2 separate regions of the Sus scrofa genome follow, and region 1 is linked to region 2. A link is a contact called in public HiChIP or PLAC-seq data. All regions are on one chromosome and are shown on one strand. The core of a region is the stretch at or near the end of the contact, and the rest is flanking DNA. Distances in the headings are between cores, read along the strand shown.

Region 1 (4,341 bases), core at 1,247-3,746, 110 kb after region 2:
GAAGCCAGGTTCCAGCTGCTCTTCCACAAATACTTCCTTTCCGACGGTAGCAGAGAGAGCCCTCGAAAACCTCCTCCCTCTGGAGGCCCCGGGCTCACCCCGTCTTAGCCACATCAGTGCCTTCTACCAAAGGGTGGAAGGGCGGGGGCGGAAGAACTGTGACTTTGTCTCGTGAGTAGTTTTTGGTTTGCCGTTTCCCCATCCTTCTGTGGTCAGCATTCCTAGCGGAAGGCACAGCTGTCAGGGTACAGTGTCCTTCTCTGGCCGGTACCTGGTGATAGCGTTGGCACAATTTGATAGTCTTGGACAAAAGGTGTGGTTAATAAGTCACAGATCATCTACTATGTATTTCAAATTTAATTTTACGTAATATATAATGATCATTATTAGCATTATTGATGGTTTTTAAAAACTTGTATCTCTCAAAGTTATTTAAAATTTTAAGCGAATGGTTTTAGAACACATGGCAGGGGATGCTTAGCAAAACGTTTATGTTGCAGTTTTTAAAAATACTGATGATATACTGTCAACAAGCTATATTAAGTTTCCATTTTGGTTACAGAACTCTGAAGATGTCCGATGCAAATGTATCTGTCCTCCCTATAAAGAGAATTCTGGTTATATTTATAATAAGAACATATCCCAGAAGGACTGGTAAGTATTCTGGATAACGGAATCACCGGTCACATTTCCTTAACAGTGGTCGTCACTGTTAGTGCTGGCTGTGCACCCACTGTATTGTCTTCTTTTTGAAGTATTTCTTTTTAAGCAAATGTGTTGAATTCCATTTCTTTCTTCCTCCCTCCCTTTCTTTTCTTTCTTTCTCTGCACCCGGGCATATGGAAGTTTCCAGGCTAGGGGTTGAAGCTGAGCTGCAGCTGCCAACCTACACCACAGCCACATCCATGCCAGATCCCAGCTGCATCTGCTACCTACACCACAGCCCAGGGCAACGCCAGATCAGCAAGGCCAGGGATTGAACCCACGTCCTCATGGATACTAGGCAGGTTCGTAACCCTCTGAGCCACAACAGGAACTCCATGAATTATGTTCCTGTTTGACAAAGTGGGAGTGAGGCCCCGAGTGCAGAAAGTAAGCCTAAACAAATGTAGCCAAAAGTCCAAGCCCCAGGCAGGCAGGCTTTCTACCTTAGGATGGGGCTGAGTTTGTGGCACCTGAACTACCAAGAGCTACCCTTCTGTGTCCCCTTAAATGGCGGTCCTCCCTCCTGCTTCTCCGTGGTAGGTAAGCAAGCCTCATTTATCTGGGTTATAATTTTCACAGCTTGTAGGCCTCGATGATGTGTTGTCAACATAGGAGACTATCTTTAAAACTGTTAAAAGACTCAGGAAGGAGCGGGAATGTGCCATGTGTATCGGAGTTTACCACTTGGTGTGCCAAGAATAGGTTCTAGGTGTGCCAAGTCACTGTTCCCTTGAGGCCTTGGCGCATAATCAGGGAGGCAACGGGCTCCCGACTGGCTGTACAACCACCGGCAGCCTTCTCCGTTGATCCCAGTGGGCTTTACAAATGAGGCCTTTTTCTACACGTGCCATGAAACAGTCGAGAAGCCGTTCTGTAGCAGGACAGATGGGTTCCTTCCCCTGGACCGGGACGCTTTATGGTTTGTAACGGAAGGTCGCTGGGATTGGCATGGACGAAAAAGAGCTCCAAACGTGCCATCGCGATACACCCGATTTCACAGCCGAGTGGCCCTGGATGTTTGAAAGCAGAATTAAATTCATTCAGTTACAATATCCCAAGCTGACGGAAAAAGAAGAGGCAGCCTTTGAGCGTGTGTAGCTTGTCCGATGCTGCTGCTGCCCTCCCCCTGATAGGCATCCGGGTTCAATCCGATATTTGATAAGCGGGCGCTTCAGACCCTCTTCTGAGCATCTGTGTTGCCCTTTAAATTGTCTCTTATTACAAAGTGATTTAGCTATTCTTAGAGGTTTTGTATCAGCAAGTTACTTTATGTGAAAAGAAAGCTCAAATAAGGTATTCCTGTAAATTTCTCAAGTGTCTTGAGCACTTACGATCCGTTTCTTCACCTGAACGGCAAGCGACCTCTGTGTTCCAGCTCTCAGCACCCGTCTTTCCACTGAGTTTTTGTTGTTCCGGAGCACAGATACCCACGTGTCATTTGTTCCTGGTTCCTGGTGAGAACAGGGAGCTTGGGGGTCAGCAGCTGAAACAAGGCTTGCTCTGGGGGCTTCCTCGCGCTCTCCGCGCCTCCCTCCTGCAGATGCGCCTTTTAGGTTTGGGAGAGTTTCCCAGACGCAGCCGAGGGTTCCTCACCGACTTTAGGAGGCAGGGCAAGTTGCGACTCTGAGCCGCTGGGGTGCTTTCCCCTTCTCCATTCTGTTCGGTGATGAGCTTTCCTTCCTCACTGACTCGCTGAGTAACCAGAGAAAACTTGGGCTTCTCTGGCTGCGGGTGGGTGGGATTGAGAGCGGCTCACGTCCTCCCTCGGCGCTAGGGGGCGGTGTTGCCCGGTTCCTGGAGGTTCTGTGTTTACCGTGACCCGCAGCGGAGCCACCCTTCCTGCCTCTCCTCTACCTGACGGCTCGCAGGGTCGCCTGGCTGGGACGCGATGTTTGCGCCTCAGGGAACCCTCGATGCTAACACACTCGCACGTAGAGTCCCAAGTCACTGCTACGTATTGTCACTAGGGCTTCTGATGCTGAAGTAGGAGTTACATAGGCGATGAGCCTCGTTTTTCTGAGGTTCCAGAGAGAAAGAGGGGGGCCATCCTCGGCAGCAGGAGCCCTGGCTTCCGGTCCTTCTGGCTGTTGTGTGCTCTGTGGCCTCGCGCAGGAGACGGCAGGGCTGGGTGCCCCTGTGACTCTGAGCGAGATGCCCCTGCAATGCCCGCGTTACGCCTGCATCCGGCTGGATGTGCTCCTGATCTTCTCTGTGTTTGGAACAAATGTCACACACTTGGATTGTGTGAGTTGTGGGAACGTCCTCTTGTTTGAAATTCTGCCAGACTTGTTTTTTCGTTACTACCTTTGTTAAAATTAAGTCACCCATGAAGGAAAACCGAACTTCTATCATTCATGCCGTGTTGGGTGTTCTTTCCTCTGCCACAGCTCAGAGGGAACAGAGCAAGAACAGGGCAAAGGGAGAGGGTCAGCTGGAGTGCTGGGCGCCCCAGGAGGCGGGTGGCGTGAGGCGGGATTGGCTCTAGCAGAGCTCCTCAGGCAGCCAGAAATGCCCAAGGAGGCCGGGCAGAAGGGAAGGAAATTGCCCAGCAGCTGCGGGAGGACAGGAAAGCTTTGCCTGCTTTGCCGAAGGTGGTCAGAGTAGTGGGCTCTTAACAGCTGGGAGAGTAAGAGTTTATTTATTTTAAATTTTTTATTATAGTTGATTTACAGTGTTGTGCCAGCGCCTGCTGTACAGCATAGTAACCCAGTTACACATACACGATACACATGTTTTCTCACATTATTCCTCCATCCTGTTCCATCACAAGTGATCAGACTCAGTTTCTTGGGCTCTACAGCAGAATCTCGTTGCTTATCCACTCCAAATGCAATAGAATTTAATGTCCTCGAATTGACAGATCTGGGGGAAAAGACTTTTTTGGATAGAATTGCTTTTTCATAAATCACAAATACATGGCCTGAAAAGTGGGGGGGAAATAAACATCCAACGACAAGAACTTTCAGCCTTTTATTATTTTTTATGTACTGTTTGCAGTTAATCAGTCTTCATTTTAAAATAGTTTTGTTGTCTGAACCCTACTTCTCCATGTTTTTTAAATAGACTCTTGCTCATTAAAAAGTGATTGTTTCTTACTCTGGTGTTCGGTTTTCAGAGTTGCATGACCTCCCGGCCGGGAGGTGTGATTAGCCATCCGCATACCACGCCGTGGCGGGGGCAGTGTCAGTCAGTCGACAAGTGTTTGAACAATGCCCCAGGTCCGTCATTTGAAGCAGTGTTACTGCCAAATGAACAGGTCTGAGTATGACTGATCTGCTGCTAAGTAGTTTTCAATCCCATCTGGGATCTTTCAGGTACATTTTTAACTATAAATGTAGCACTTTTTTTTTTTTTTTTTTTGGCTGCCTACCCCCAGCACATGGCTGTTCCCAGGCCAGGGACTGAACCTCTATCACAGGAGCAACCCGGATCAGCTCAGTGACAACACTGGGTACTTAATCCATGGTACCACAAGGGAACTCCTAAATATAGCACTTTTGTGAACAGTTTGCTGGATGCGGGTCTTTATGGTTTCTTAGACTGTTAAATCTCACCCAGTTGCTAATGACTGATAGAGGAAACGACTTCAGTCCCCTCCTCATTATGTGTTCTTTGTATTCTTTCTCTGGGTGATTT
Region 2 (4,412 bases), core at 1,867-4,366:
GTCATGGACAGTGTTACATGTGTCTTTGGGTGAACATATGAAGTAGCTCCTCGTAGGCGTAGAAGGAGGTTGTCCGTTTTGCTGTAGTAGATTTTGCCCAGCAGTTCAGCAGAGTGGTTGCAGCAGGGGAGTTTGCACTTGAGCCTGAAGGGGCCGGGCTTGCTGGGAGGAGGTTTGCCTCTTCCTCCGGCAGCCCCCGAGGAAGATACTGAAAGGGGGATGAGGACGCGCCCACGAGGAGCAACAGGCCAGGTGAGGGACGCTGGGCCCTGGGCTCTGGATGCCCGCCTGGAGGAGGAGAGCGGTTTAGGGAGATCGTGAGAGGGTTTGACTCTGGTGCCAAGAGAGCCAGTGGAGTCGGGATGACTGCAGGTGTCTGAGCTGTGTCTGCAGAATGCTGGTGGCCTCTCTATATAAGCGCGGAAGCGCTCGAGAAGGGCGGGTTCGAGGGAGAAGGTGAACTGCCCTTTGAACATCTGTTTGTTTGTTTGCTTTTTTGGCCGCCCCACAGCATATGGAGTCCGGGGCCGGGGATCAGAGCTGAGCAGCAGTTGTGACCTATCCTGCAGCAACACCAGATCCTCTTAACCCTCTGTGCTGGATGGGGGATGGAACCCGCATCCTGGTGCTGCAGAGATGCTGCTGATCCCTTTGTGCCGCAGAGGGAACTCTCATCTTGAACATCTTGGATCTGAGGGAGCTCACGCTGGAGGCATCCAGTAGACAACTGGATACAGAGAACTGAAGCTGAGAGGAGAGATCCGAGCTGGAGATTTCTCTCACGGGAACGCGGGAATGAGCGAGCATCAGGGCCAGGATGTAGAAAGAGCATCCCCAGAAGAGGACCGAGGAGGCATTTCCTGAGAGCTAGGAGGACAACCAGGAGCTTGCCTGCTGCAGGGAAACAAGAGCCAAGGGAGAGAGCATTTCTAAAGGGAGTTTCCAGAGGCTGCTGAAGAGTCGAAAAAGTGGGGCACTGAGAGGTGGGCAGCGAACGCAGAGTCCTCCTGAGCTGCACGTGGTTTCCGCTTCCGCCGTCTTCCTGGGGCCCCAGGCCCCCACCAGTGCGACGGCCAGGCTGGGCTGCCTGTCCCCTCCGGTCTGGTTCATGGCCTCTCAGCCTGGGGCGGGAAGAGGGAGGTTCAGGAACCATGCGGGGACCTCAGGGGGACAATAGAGGGCGGACAGCCGCTGGCCCTGGGCCCGCCAAGCCCCTCCTGCAGCGGGTCCCTGACGTTGGAGCACAGATTTCCCCTGGAGCCCTCCATGGAAATTCCCAGTTATTAACCATCTTGACTGATTGGAAGCGTCAGAAAGGTTTGCGCAGGAATCCAGGAGCTGACCCGCTGAAAGCACATCTGTATGGAAGTTAGGGCAAACAAAATAGGATTCCGAACATTTTTGGAGATCTGTGCCAGCTGTAAACGTTTCCAGGAAACACAACAAAAACTGACTCTCTTAGGCAAAAAAACATTGGGTCTTAGAACTACTTTGTATCCTTACTAAAATATAAGCTCGGGGGACCAGTGAAGGCAAAGAATAGCGTGTCTGGTTTCTTGCCCGGCACAAGGGGCTGGAGAAGACGCCTAGAGAGGTGACTGGGCAGCCTTGTGTATTTAGATGCTTTGACTGGAGCCAAAATGGTCTGTGCCACACAGTGGGCACTTTTGGGTTGGATTTTAAAGGAAAATAACTTTGATCATTTCAAAAGCAATGACGCTTAATGCAGCGGAGAGAAAAGAAGGTGGTAATTTATGGCCACTGTTAGGGACACAAAGACAAAGACGGAGAGAACCGTTCACCTAGTGAAGATTTACAAATGTGTAAAACCACCCTTAGGACTAGAAATAGCTGAGTGTCTCTTGGCACCAAACAAAAGGGGGCGAGAGTGAGGAGGGAAAGAAAAAACCTGCCTGCCTTCGCTGGGGATGAAGAGGTCAAAACAAAAACAAAAACAAACCAACCACAGCAAAGTTCTTATTTTCTCAGATTCTCCAGCAGACAGCAGCGGCGCTAGCAATGAAGACCCGAAGAGGCAGTCCCAGCCCCGCGGGGCAGCAGCGGAGAGGGCAGGGGGCTGGGGGCCCGGGGAGGGCGGTGGACCCCAGGAAGATAAGGTTTTGTGCCTGAGCTCGGTGGGGATTTTTTGTGATGTTTATTTTTTTCTGATTATCAAAGGAATGTATACACACACACACACACACCTGTATGGATGTACCTAGTCATAGGGAAAATTTAATAAATGCAGAGAAGCTCAAAGCACAGGCAAACCCCTGAGTACGGTGGATTGTCGCACCTTGGAATTGCTGCTACCTGGGGAGAGGCTGATGCTGGGGGTTGGGGGGGCGGCTCTGGTCACCTGTGCCCCTGTGTAGGTGTGTTTCCTTGTAAAGGTGCCTTGCTCGCAGACCCAGGTGGCTGCCGGTATCTGCAGCTGGGCTGACCTGAGGTTTACAAGTCCAGCTGGTGCCACCTGTGCCACCTGTGCCCCAGGCAAAGTGGGGTGGTCTCCTGTCCCTGGTGCCTCACCCTCGACCTCCCGCTTCCTTTCCCTTCGCCTTTTAGGCTGCTCTGAAGAGACATCGAACCCCAGGCTAGGACAAGAGGACTGCCGTCCTGGGAGGACTGGGGGGCAGGGGGTGCAAGGGGGCCTGGGATGGGCAGGATGGGGAAGGGGCAGACAGGGTGTGCCAGGGGAGCAGAGAAGCAACTCTGAAGTCTGCGGTCGCTCTCATTCCATCCACACTAAAGGCAGGTAAGCCTTGCAGGTGGCTTTGGGATCTGGGGACTCTAGGACACTTGCTGGGCTCCCCGTGTCCGCCTACTTCAGGCCAGAAGCGCCGTTTGTCCTCCCGAGAGGAGCCGGGCCAAGCCGGAGGACCCCGCACAGGTTGGGCGAGGGCCCGGGGCGCGGCAGGCTGCGGGGCCTGCGCGAGGGCCCGGGGCACCCGGCGAGCCCGCCCCCGCCCGGGCCCCGCGGCCGCGCCCCTCGGCCGAGCGGGGGCGGGAGGGCGCGGGGGAGGTCCGTGCGAAGCGGGGGCGGGGGCGGGGGGCCGGCAGGCCGCCCTCACCTCTCCGCGCCGCCGCCGCCTCTTCTCCGGGCCGCCGCGCGGGCCATGGGGGGCGCAGGCCGCCGCCGCGGGGGCGCGGCGCGGGCGCTGCTGCCGCTGCTGCTGTCGCTGCCGCTGCTGCTGCTGCTGCGGGCGGCCGGCCCCGGGCCGCCGGAGGAGGGTGAGTGTCCCGCCGCGGGGCGCACCTGGCGCGGGGCGGGGGCGGCGGCAGGGTTCCGCGTGTCCTGCTCGCCCGGGGCTCTCCCGCAGGCCGGGCCGAGGCGGCGCCCCCGCACGGGCTTGAGGCCCGGGGCCTGGGGACACGGCCGGCCTCGGCCCCGGCCCCGATGGCCGTGCCCCCGGCGCGCTAGCGGTCTGCGCGGGGAGCGGGCCGGGCGGCCGCGGGCGGAGGCGGGGAACCGAGGGCTCGGCCGCGGCCCGCGCGAGGTCCAGGCAGCTGCGCCCCCGGCATCGCGGCCCAGAGGTGGCCCGCGGGCCTCGCGTCCGCCCCGGGGAGTTTTCTCCCTGCGCAACAGCCGCTGTTTGACAGGCCGAGACCCCGTTCTGCACCCAAACTGGAATCAAAATACTTTCAAAACGCTTTTGTTTTGAAGGAGCCCCCGGAGCGCTCTCAGCCCGGGAAGCGCTTCTCCCGGGGCCCGGCGCGTCTGGGGTGTGTGCCAGCCCAGAGCCAGAGGGTTGCCTCAGACCCCAACCCGGAGGAAGCTGGCAGAGCGGCTCTGTTCTCAGAGCGCTTGTGCCCGCTCCAACTCTCCCCCGCCGGGCCCTTGCCCCGCCTGCTCACGTGCCAGGCGCTGGCCTAGGCCGCAGGGACTCAGATCCGCGCTGTGGTCCCGGGACGCCGTCTAGCCCAGGAGACAGGCAGGAAAAGTGGTGGTGTGATATGTGACACATCTTAGGGGTCGCCTTCTGACACTCCCGGGTCATGACAGGCTTCCTAGGTGAGGTGGGTCTGAGCAGAGTCCTGAAGGCCATTGTAGAGGGCATCCCAGGCAGAGGGCACCCTGGGCAGAGGGCGCAGGGTGTGCCTGGAAACCGGGCCTGGAGGCTCATCCCAGGAGCTCCCAAGCGGTTTAGCTGGTGTTGCCAGGAAGGGGTCAGGGCCAGGCCACCCAGGGCTTAGGACACCCTACCAGGAGCTGCCGTGCTGTTTTGCAGATGTGGACGGGTATGCCCAGGGGGTGGACGATTGCCACACCAATGCCCTGTGTCAGAACACACCCACCTCCCACAAGTGCTCCTGTGGGCCTGGCTACCAGGGGGAGGGCAGGCGGTGTGAGGGTAAGTGACTTGGGGACCAGCAGAGGGGCGCCAGCGGCGGAAGCTTCCTTAGCTCTTGCA

The links. HiChIP or PLAC-seq counts read pairs in DNA pulled down with a chosen protein or histone mark.
Region 1: a contact with region 2 is called in an H3K27ac HiChIP or PLAC-seq map of skeletal muscle. The contact joins the enhancer-like site here to the promoter of SCUBE2 in region 2. A contact is called at or near these places in 6 of 47 Hi-C or Micro-C datasets (brain, embryonic fibroblasts, fetal heart ventricle and 2 more) and 2 of 2 datasets of contacts at active chromatin or transcription factors (alveolar macrophages and skeletal muscle).

What each region holds. Positions count from the first base shown.
Region 1 is chr9:497,650-501,990 of Sscrofa11.1, forward strand. The region is part of intron 6 of TMEM9B (transmembrane protein 9B); the gene reads left to right. Among named protein-coding and RNA genes, the nearest start is that of ASCL3, 19 kb to the right of the region's middle. Within about 2 kb of position 2,497, at least 22 of the 83 cell types and tissues checked have an H3K27ac peak or open chromatin away from gene starts, as enhancers often do. A contact at or near this core is called in skeletal muscle, where this site is marked.
Region 2 is chr9:386,690-391,101 of Sscrofa11.1, forward strand. It overlaps SCUBE2 (signal peptide, CUB and EGF-like domain-containing protein 2), which reads left to right and starts at 3,117. Exons shown (of 21, transcript XM_021062256.1): 1 at 3,117-3,231; 2 at 4,230-4,352. The coding sequence starts at 3,117.